Linked DNA regions of Pan troglodytes: region 2 is linked to region 1. The links are chromatin contacts, called in public Hi-C maps. All regions are on one chromosome and are shown on one strand. Each heading gives the region's core, a stretch centred on a gene start, on an enhancer-like site or on the middle of the called end of the contact. The rest is flanking DNA. Distances are from core to core; before and after follow the strand shown. Region 1 has its middle 85 kb from the start of FAM110C. Region 2 overlaps FAM110C (family with sequence similarity 110 member C).

What was found. A called contact is a pair of places that touch in the nucleus more often than the background predicts.
Region 2: a Hi-C map of induced pluripotent stem cells shows a contact between it and region 1, with 1.4 times the contacts expected there. The contact joins two enhancer-like sites. A contact is called at or near these places in 2 of 7 Hi-C or Micro-C datasets (both in induced pluripotent stem cells).

What each region holds. Positions count from the first base shown.
Region 1 is chr12:122,719,091-122,724,189 of NHGRI_mPanTro3-v2.0_pri, reverse strand. No RefSeq gene overlaps it. Among named protein-coding and RNA genes, the nearest start is that of FAM110C, 85 kb to the left of the region's middle. Within about 2 kb of position 3,284, at least 3 of the 24 cell types and tissues checked have an H3K27ac peak or open chromatin away from gene starts, as enhancers often do. A contact at or near this core is called in induced pluripotent stem cells, where this site is marked.
Region 2 is chr12:122,813,397-122,818,723 of NHGRI_mPanTro3-v2.0_pri, reverse strand. It overlaps FAM110C (family with sequence similarity 110 member C), which reads right to left. Exons shown (of 3, transcript XR_008544959.1): 3 at 3,852-5,327. Among named protein-coding and RNA genes, the nearest start is that of FAM110C, 9.0 kb to the right of the region's middle. Within about 2 kb of position 3,368, at least 1 of the 24 cell types and tissues checked has an H3K27ac peak or open chromatin away from gene starts, as enhancers often do. A contact at or near this core is called in induced pluripotent stem cells, where this site is marked.

The sequences.
Region 1 (5,099 bases), core at 2,035-4,534:
ATTGCTCAGGGAGTCATCCAAACACTTAGAACTCTGAAGTCTTACGTTTCCTGCAAGTTGCAGTGTTGAGTTTCACCTAAATCAATGATTTGCCTTCGGAGTTTAAAAAAAGTGTCAATACTCAGGACCCACCCCAAAATAACTACATCAGAGTATCTGAAGAAGGAATCTAAGCATTAGTGTTTTTTAAAGCTTTAGTGTGATTCTAATATGCAGCCAATTTGAGAACCCTTGGTCTATGTGTTACAGAAACTACTTTTCAAAGGCAATGAGAAGCATCCAGTCAACATGTTATATTTTAGTCAAAATCTACAACATAATTTGTATTTTCTGAGTCTCATCTTGCTCTTTTTTTTTTTTTTTTTTTTGAGATAGGGTCTTGCTCTGTTGCCAAGGCTGGAGAGTAGTGGCATAATCCAGCTCACTGCAGCCTCAAACTCTCAGGCTCATCTGATCCTCCCACCTCAGCCTCCCAAGTAGCTGGGACCACAGGCATATGCGACTACACCTGGCTAATTTTTAGATTTTTTTGTAGAGATGGAATCTCTCTATGTTGCCCAGGCTAGTCTTGAACTCCTGGGATCAAGCAATTTTCCCTCCATGGCCTCCCAAAATGTTGGGGTTAAAGGCGTGAGCTACTGTGCATGGCCACCTTTTGTTTTTAGTTTAGAAGAGTAATCTGGATCAGGGACTGGTAATACTCAATCAATCTGATGGCTGGAGAGAGGCAAGTTTCAGGGACAATAGTGCTCATATGACCGTAGTAACACTTGCTTAGGCATTTGTCGTTTCCACTGCATTGTAATATTTCTGTTTTCATTAATGCTCTAAAACATGTTTTTCTATCACAGGGATCCTATGCTTCTATTCACCTGGAATCACACTGATGCACAGACATCTGTGAATAGAAATTGAAGTTATTTGCTGAGGTATTCATGTTAAAAAATGCATCTGGAACTGTGTAGCTTAAAGCTGCAGACGTGTCAACAACTACGCATGAAATGGAATGTTCCCACTGGGATCCACTCTTGATACATGACCATTATCTGTTCTTAATACTTTGCATCTTACTCTGACAATGCGATGCTAGGGTCAGGACTTGCTCAGTTGGACACTACAATGGATAATATTTAAGAGAAGAGGCGATCTGTTTCACATTAAGTTTTCAATAAAATTTGCACTTGGAATAAATGGTATCAAGACCAACCCTGTGCCATTGTTTACTCAATTTTCCTAGGGCTGGGCCGTAGAATTACAAAGCAAGCCCTGCACCAAGCCTGGCAGGTTGTATATGGTGACATTGCAGTGGGAATTCTGAATGAGAAGCACACAGTGGTCTCACTTCCACCACTGAATGCCTCTCCCTTGGGCAATGCACCTAGTCTGCCTGGACTGAACATCTCACTATGTTTATCTTGTTGAGGAAGATAAATGGGTGTCAACTGGATTGAGGCATGTTAGACTAGGGACCCCTGAGATGAGGACAGCAAGCAGAAATTATGCCTCACACTGAGAAGTGCAAAGGGGCAGCAGTGGTTTTTAGTTGATTATGACAGCCATGATGCTTTGTCCTCATTGTAATATCACAGTAAAGCGTTGCAGTTTCTTTAGTCTTTTGAGGAAGTGAGGGAGTTGAAACTTTCAATATTCATAGTGTTGTAAAATCTCAAGTTTCCTATTCATGTATTTTATCTCTAAAATACACAAAACATAAAATACATGAATAGGAAAATCCTACTGTTACTTATTAGCTGTTTGGGGCAAACTTGATGGTGCCGAGCAATGGAGGAGTCCATTTCAATCTTGGTTAGCAAGATTTCCCACAGAAAGGGGAGCAGTAACCCTACTGAGAAAAAGCGAGCCTTGAGGAGAGTGGATGGAAAGTGCTTGGGATAGAGAGACAGAGCTGGGGGCAGCACCTTCATTCACACAGCCAGCCATGGTGCCAGCCAGCACAGTGTGGAAGTAAAGCAATCTACAAGGAGACTCACAACCCAATGAACAGACTTTACTCAAGAGAGATGCCAGGGAGAGACTTTTAGCTCATTAGAAAATCAAATCTGCCAGGCGCGGTGGCTCGTGCCTGTAATCCCAGCACTTTGGGAGGCCGAGGCGAGGGGATCACCTGAAATCAGGAGTTCGAGACCAGCCTGACCAACATGGAGAAGCCCCATCTCTACTAAAACTACAAAATTATCTGGGCATGGTGGCGCATGTCTGAAATCCCAGTTACTCGGGAGGCTGAGGCAGGTGAATCACATGAACCCAGGAGTCAGAGGTTGCAGTGAGCCGAGATTGCCCCATTGCACTCCAGCCTGGGCAACAAGAATGAAACTCCATCTCATTCCTGAGCCAATCAGAGTAATAATTCCATGCCTTCTCATTTTGGTGGAAATCTAAAGTGGTTTGGATTTGATATAAAAACAGAAGATTTAACATTCCTATTCTTAACTCTTTCTACTTCCAAGTCCTTGAAATTATAGAAAAGATGTAATAAAATGATAATAATTAATGGCTGGGCATGATGACTCACATATGTAACCCCAGGACTTTGGGAGGCTAAGGCAGGAGGATCACTTGAGCCCAGGACTTTGAGACCAGCTTGGGCAATACAGTGAGACCTTGTTTCTCCAAAAAGTTTTAAAAATTATCCTGGCATGGTGGCGTATGCCTGTAGTCCCAACCGCACAGGAGGCTTAGGTGGGAGGATCCACTGAACTCAGGAGGTGGTGGATGCAGTGAGCTGAGATCACTCAGTGCACTCCAGCCTGGGCAACAGGGTGAGACACTGTCTCAAAAAAAGGAGAAAAAAAAAAAAGACAAGAAAGAATGTAATCAGCAAAAAATTAGAAGAATTCCTGAAAGATAAAAAGCACACAGCATTTGATTTTAAAAGAAAGATAGTGTAAGGAAAGAACAACTAAACAAAATGGATGTATCTTGTGATCCAAGGATTCCTACTCTTAGATATACCTACAAGAAAAGCACATATGCTGAAGGCTCTATAATTAGAAACAGCAAAAATAGAAACCATTCAAATGTCCATTAACAGTGGAATGGAAAAATTATTATAAATTTGCACAGTAGAATACCGTACAAATGTTACTGGGAGGGGTGCAGGGTCTGTGGCTCTTGCCCTCTTGGAAGAAAGAATTCAGCCAAGAGATGCACAGCAAGGGTTAAGTAGCAGAGTTTCTTGAGGGAAGATAGAGGACAGTCCAAGAAGGGAGTGGGCTGGCCTGACTGGAAAGCAGCGGCAGCAGCGAGGTTTCTTTAAAGAGAGAGCACACACTGAATGACAAGGCAGAGCCGGTTGCTGGAGAGAGGGAGTGAGCCAGCAGCAGCCAGTGCTGGGGACTCTCTTTATGAGGATCTTACATGATTATTCATGAAGAGATGTGAGGGGCTGTCACTTGCAATCATGTATTAGGTGGTTCCACATGCTCTATGGCTGTACCTGCTAGTACACACATGAAATGTCTCATTAGCATTTAAAACCTCCACCTAGGGGTGTGTTTTTTATAATTGTAATGGGCAAAGTCTACTGTAGGGTGAGTTACTGGAGGAGTGAGCATGCTTGCCAATGGGAAAAGTCTCTACCATGGTTGTCTCCAGCTAGAGCCTGAGGAGTCCCCCTTAGGGCTGGAGGAACCCAACCACAACATCAAAGTAGCCAGTGTAAACTACTACCACACACAACAACGTGGCTGAATCTCACAAAAGTAAGATTGAAGGAAACCAGTCAGGAAAGAAAGGACAATTATGATTCCATTTATACACAGTGCAAAAACTTGGCAGCACTAATATATTCTAACCGGAATGGTATTGTCTTCAGGAAACTGGAAGTGTGGGTGGTAACGGTGAAGAGGAAAAATAGGGTTTCTGGGTGCTGGGAAATATTCTGTTTCTTGATCTTGGTTGTACTTAAAGATGTTTCACTTAGTGATATTTCACTGAGCTGTACACTCAGCGTAATATGATTTGTGCATGTCATATGTGTATATTATACTTCAATAAAAATAGCATTTAAAAAACACAACTCTGAACAGCACAACTGATTGGATATAGAGAGTGATTAGTAAACTGAAAGATTTTGGTTGAGAGGAAAGATTATCCAGAAAGTAGTGCAAACAGATGGAAAGGATGAGAAAAAAGTGTAAAGCCAGTACGTAAAGATGCAGTAATTCTACATAAAAAAAAGATTTCTAGGAAACGTGGGAAAGTGAATTTAATCTAATATTGCTGAGGCATGTTAAAGGGTGTGATTAATCGTATGTGCTAAATCACTCATTGGAAGTACTAGTAAAGAATTAGTTGGAAAATAATTGCAAAGTAAGCTCAATGGAATTATTGGTGCAAACTGAATATCTTCTGACTGTTTACTAAAAGAAGGGTGATGTATAACAACCGTAGGTTTTATTCATATAAATGAGCTGAAAATTCACAGTAGCTTTGTAACTACTTGCTGGATAACTGCATACATTCAGGGATTTTTTTCCCCAATAATAAAAACGTTTACTCATAATCACCAAAACTTAGATGGAACCAAGATGTCCTTCAGTAGATTAATGGATAAATATACTGTGGTACATCCAGACAATGGAATATTGTTCATCAGTAAAAAGGAAGGAGCTATCGAGCTATGGAGGAAACTTACATGCTACTACATGAAAGAAGCCAATCTGAAAAGGCTACATGTTGTAGAATTCCAACTCTGTGACATTCCGGAAAATGCAAAACTATGGAGACTGTGAAAATATCAGTGGTTTCTAGAAATTGGGTGAAGGCGGGGATGAATAGGCCGAGCGCAGAGGATTTTTAGGGCAGTGAAACTATTCCATATGATGCTATGATGGTGGAAACGTGTCATTGTACATGTGTCAAAACACATAGAATACACAGTAACAAGAATGAGCACTAATATAAACTATGGACTTTAGGTGATTAATGAGGTGGCAATGCAGGCTCATCAATTGTAAGACAATGCACCACTCTAGTGGGTGATGTTGATAATGGGGGTGGGAGTGTTACACACAGGTGGGGCTAAGAGTATATGGGACATCTCTGTACCTTCTGCTCAATTTTGCTGTGAACCTAAA
Region 2 (5,327 bases), core at 2,119-4,618, 94 kb before region 1:
TCCGGAGTGTGACAAGTTTCTTCTCAGGGTTCTTTCAGGGAGGTTCTCCCAGGTGCACAACTGAAGGTTGGCTCCATCCACTTACTTCATGTCAGAGAAACTTTTTTTTTTGTTTTTGAGATGGAGTTTTGCTCTTGTCACCCAGGCTGGAGTACAATGTATGATCTCGGCTCACTGCAACCTCCGCCTCCCGGATTCAAGTGATTCTCCTGCCTCAGCCTCCCTAGTAGCTGGGATTATAGGTGTCCACCACAACGTCTGGCTAATTTTTGTATTTTTAGTAGAGATGGGGTTTCACCATATTGGCTAGGCTGGTCTCTAGCCCCTGACCTCAGTGATCCACCCGCCTCAGCCTCCCAAAGTGCTGGGATTACAGGCATGAGCCACTGTGCCTGGCCCATGTCAGAGAAACTTCTAACTGTCCTCAATCCTGACCACGTGGTCTTCCCCACCAAGGAGACAATGTTCTAAGCTGCCCTAATTTAGAGCAAGAATAAAACTGCCAGACCAAGCACTTAAGATGCTCAAGTGCTCACAGTAGTTTTGTCATTAGCTTCCTCAAGAAGTGGGAGCTAAAGTGAAGTCAAGAACAGGTCATCCAGATGTCTGTTGGTCAAGCCTTCCTCTAGGAATGTGCAGCCTTCCCAGCTAGCTAGGGAAGGAAAGTTTTCCCAGGACTCAGTGTTAAAACTAGAAATTGTTGGGCAAATAGGGAAAGCTGGTCACCCTGCTAATGTTCCCCTATCTAAGGCAGGGCTCCCCTAAATGGACACTGCACAGAGGCAGGGGTCCCCTTCTGGGCCTTGGCACACTGGGCAGCTGTGTGAGCTTTGGGCCTAGGTTCCTCCTAGGAGATGAGCGTTGAATGTCATGATTTCTAACATCACTGTTGGCCATAACAGTCTGGTCCTGGCTGAGTCGTACCTGCCCACCTTCCCAGATGCCTACATTGGTCTCTCCTTAGCACCTCAGGCACCTGGAAGGGAAATGGCATGAGAGCACTGCGGGGCACTTGGCAGACACTCCCCCTTTCTGAACTGTGGAAATGACTTGCCAAGCAGGTTGAGAAAACAAGGTCCTCGGGTCCTGATAACATCTGCCCAGCCTGAGCCTGCTGTTTGCCTCCAAGGGTGTGTCTGAGAGACAGCTCTCAGAGCCCACTTAAGTAAAACACACCCCTCCACGTCCCAGCTGGCCTGCTCTGGCCTATGAGAGTCACCATTTATTTGCAATGTTGACTCCTCTTATTCTCTTCCTAAGTTGGAGAAGTGGACTCCTTCTAAAAGCCGAAGGAAGGAATGCAGTCTCTTACCAATGACCATATGATCTGATAAAGGATACAGGCTGCAGATTCATTTGTGGACTGTTCTCTTTTTATTCAGTTTAGATTTCAATGCTTTAAGCTTCAGGGTGAAAGAACTCCAGAGACTAAAGTTAACCTCTCAGTGAAAAAAATGCCATTTACAATTTTCATGTTATCCTTCTCTGTTGCTTGACTCTCTTTATATGATTCGGACTTTGGGTTTCATTTATGGTCCAGATAGATGGGCCATCAAATAGAAACCATGAACTAACAGACTCACATAAATTCATAAATCAGGCTCATGGCACTGCTCACGACATTTCCTCACTTTGCTTTCCCTCCTCCCTCCCTTTCTTGATTTTTGTCATCTATCATCCCTTTATGTATTATCTATGTATTATTTCCTCACTCAGTATCTGCTCCCCTGCTAGAATGTAAGTCATCAACCAATGGCAAGGAGCTTGGTGAACCCCCAGTGCCTTGTGCAGTATTTGGCTCCTTGATATGTGCATGTGAGTGAATTCTGTGTGTTGTCATCAGTGACAGCCTTGATTCAAGCTACTATTGAATAAATAGCACAGTTGTTTTGATACCACAAGGCGACAGTAGATTTAGGTTTAGACAATTCTGTAATTTTCTGTTCTCGCATTTGTAATTAAGAGTCCTCCTTAAGCTCAACATTGAGTAATCAACAGGGTATACTGAAGCCAGGATCCAGGTCTTTCCACTCTGATCCTGGGGTTCAGATTCTCACTTTCTAAGGAAATTAATATTTTATTTTGACCTAAAGTTAATAGTTATTAGTGATTTAATACGGTCTCCCCTTCAGATCACATTTCAACTTTAATGATAATTTTTAATGAGATAATATAAAGATGACAATCGGCCGGGCACAGTGGCTCATGCCTGTAATCTCAGCACTTTGAGACGGAGGCGGGTGGATCACCTGAGGTTGGGAGTTCAAGACCAGCCTGACCAACGTGGAGAAACCCCGTCTCTACTAAAAATACAGAATTAGCCGTGCGTGGTGGCACATGTCTGTAATCCCAGCTACTCGGGAGGCTGAGACAGGAGAATGGCTTTAACCTGGGAGGCAGAGGTTGTGGTGAGCTGAGATCGCACAATTGCACTCCAGCCTGGGCAACAAGAGTGAAACTCCATCTCAAAACAACAACAACAACAACAACAACAACAAAAGATGACAATCAACCATAGAGTTTGAAGCATTGTAGCAGAGAAAATTAGGTGGCCATTGCTGGACAGGAGCACATGTTCTGGGATTTCTGTGCTGCCTCCCGTCAGCTGCTCCGTGCCACTTCCAAGACCAATATTATAAGGTTCTGGCTGAGACACTCAATTTCCTTCGTGCTTAGTATTTGTAACCTGGAACATTTAAATACCATATAAATCTATTTGATTCATCAGTGAACGTGCAAAGTGTAACCACCCAAGCATTGTGTAAGCCCCCAAGTTTACCTGAAGGGAAAAGGCAGCTGCTGTTGAACTCCGCAACATAAGCCACATCACCCAATGCTTGGACTGTTTCTGAACAGGTACAATAAGAGAGTTTCTACAGCAGGCTGAGTATCTGTCCATATTCTTCACAGAAATAAAGAAGTGATGTATTTCCTCTCCTCAAGAAAGCCCATCTTGGCTGGGCACAGTGGCTCACACCTGTAATCCCTGCACTTTGGGAGGCCGAGGTGGGCAGATCACTTGAGGCCAGGAGTTCGAGATCAGCCTGGCCATCATGGCGAAACCCCGTCTCTACTAAAAATACAAAAATTAATTGGGCATAGTAGTGGGCACCTGTAATCCCAGCTACCCAAGAAGCTGAGGCAGGAAAATCACTTGAACCCGGGAGGCAGAGGTTGCAGTGAGCCGAGGTTGCTCCATTGCTCTCCTGCCTGAGCGACAGAGTGAGACTCCGACTCAGAAAAAAAAAAAAAAAAAAGGAAGAAGAAAGCAAGCCTATCTTTGGATTCTTACCTAGGGTTAGGCATAGGCCACTGCAAGACTGAGCAAGACGGCAGAGTCTGGCTCAGCCAGGGCAGCGAGAAGGATGATCAGGCTTCCATGACTCACCGGCTGCCCAAGCCACCACACCCTCAGGGTGCATGGCGCACACTGAGAGCAAACTCACCATGAGAAGAGTCTGCCTTCACTTAATTTGCTAATGAGAAAGATTACAAACTGTGCTTTTGTTTGTATCTTTGTGCCCATTCATTTTCCAATGACAATGTTAATAAAACATGAAGAAAAATATTTTAAGCAAAAGACTGATGAAACAATTAAAAACAATTGAAGGAAAGCAAAGTTCAGAATATTCAAAATTGCTTTGACTGCATTTAATCTTGAGGAAAGTCGATGATTTCAGGTGCCATGCAACTTACCTAGGACAAGCCTTGGAATGCCTTCCCCTCATTTCTACTGATAAGCTGATGAGAGAACACTCAAGAAGAAAGGGAGAAAACAGAAGACAAGGAACTGTAATGAGCAGACTCTCATTTCAAATTTTTGCCGCATTACTCAAACTCATAAATCAGTATTAATAAATGATAAAAATACTTTATTTCTTTAACACAGAATATACAATATTGCACTCCAGTTGCAAATAGTGTATAGAAAAAGCTCTGTTTAGAAACTGCCATAGCAATTGTCTAAGTCTACTAATGTTTTCTGGCATCACCAATGATAACCACAGTGCTGAACTTTGAACCAACTGAAAAAGGGGAATGTTCAATAAAGCCTCCTTTTTCTTCCAGTTTCAGTGCCCAGTAGTTTAAAACATTCTATTATGTTTAATTACATTTTGAAAAATTGTCGTTCTTTCATGAACAAATAAAAGTACCTTGCAGCCGTCACTATTGCCCATTCTTGTGGGAAGCAATCGCAAGCTTTTCATCCCGACTGAACTAAACAGTCTGATTTTTCTCAAAGTCACTCAGCAAATTGCGGTAATTCAGGTTTAGGCAAGAAGTTCTTTAGTTTTACTTTTTATATATATTTTTAGAGACAGGGTCTTGCTCTGTCACTCAGGCTGGAGTGCAGTGGTGCAATCGTGGTTCACTGCAGCCTTGAACCCCAAGGCACAAGTGATCCTCCCACCTTGGCCTCCCAAAGCATTGGGATTAAAGGCATGAGCCACCGCCCCTGGCTGAAGAAAGAACTCACCTCTTACACATACTCAAGATATGGAGCTGTGGCATGAATCTGAATGGAAGGGAAGGAAAATTAACTCACTTCTTTAGGAGTCTGATGCCACCCAGTTCCCCTGTTCTTCATGCCCCGTTTCTGATATCTACTTCTAGAATTCACTCCAGCTGAATTCTTCTCTTTTCCTGTGCCACCACCAAAGGTGCAAACATTTCTAAAAGATCTTGGTGGCTTTAGTGGAAACCATTTTGTTTTTACATTTTTCACCTATGATATGAATGATGAGTCTGCATGATTTTTATCTCAAATAAATCTGACCCAGGCTGCATCCATCCTGTTCTGACAGTAGAAGGGCATACACACTTTTACTTAAAGCTTTCATATCTAAAATTGATGGGACATCTGAAAATAAGGGAATTGGGTATATGAAAAGATCCTTTAAAAAACTGCTCTCATCTTTCACATTATCTTCTTTTTACCTAAGTGCAATACAGTGAACAGCAAAATAGCAGCATTTTTAGAGCAACCATTGGGGAAAATTCTTAGATCAGGGGACCTGCTGTCCTGACAGAGTCTATATTCGGCCAGCAAAGGCTCCCTAAACGTGTATCTGAGACTTATTTGAAAACAAGTCACCATAGTACTGAGTACTGAATTGAGTGGCAAACACTCCACTTGCAGTCAATGAAAATCCAATTACACAATATACACAAAGAGATGACCAAGAAAAACATGATTTAAAATTATACTGACAAAAACTAAAATCATATGAAGTAAAATAAAACTATCTGAAGACTAATAACTGTGTAAAAATAAATATCTAAGTAACCCAATGACCTACTCTCACGGTAAAATAGTTGCGAAAATA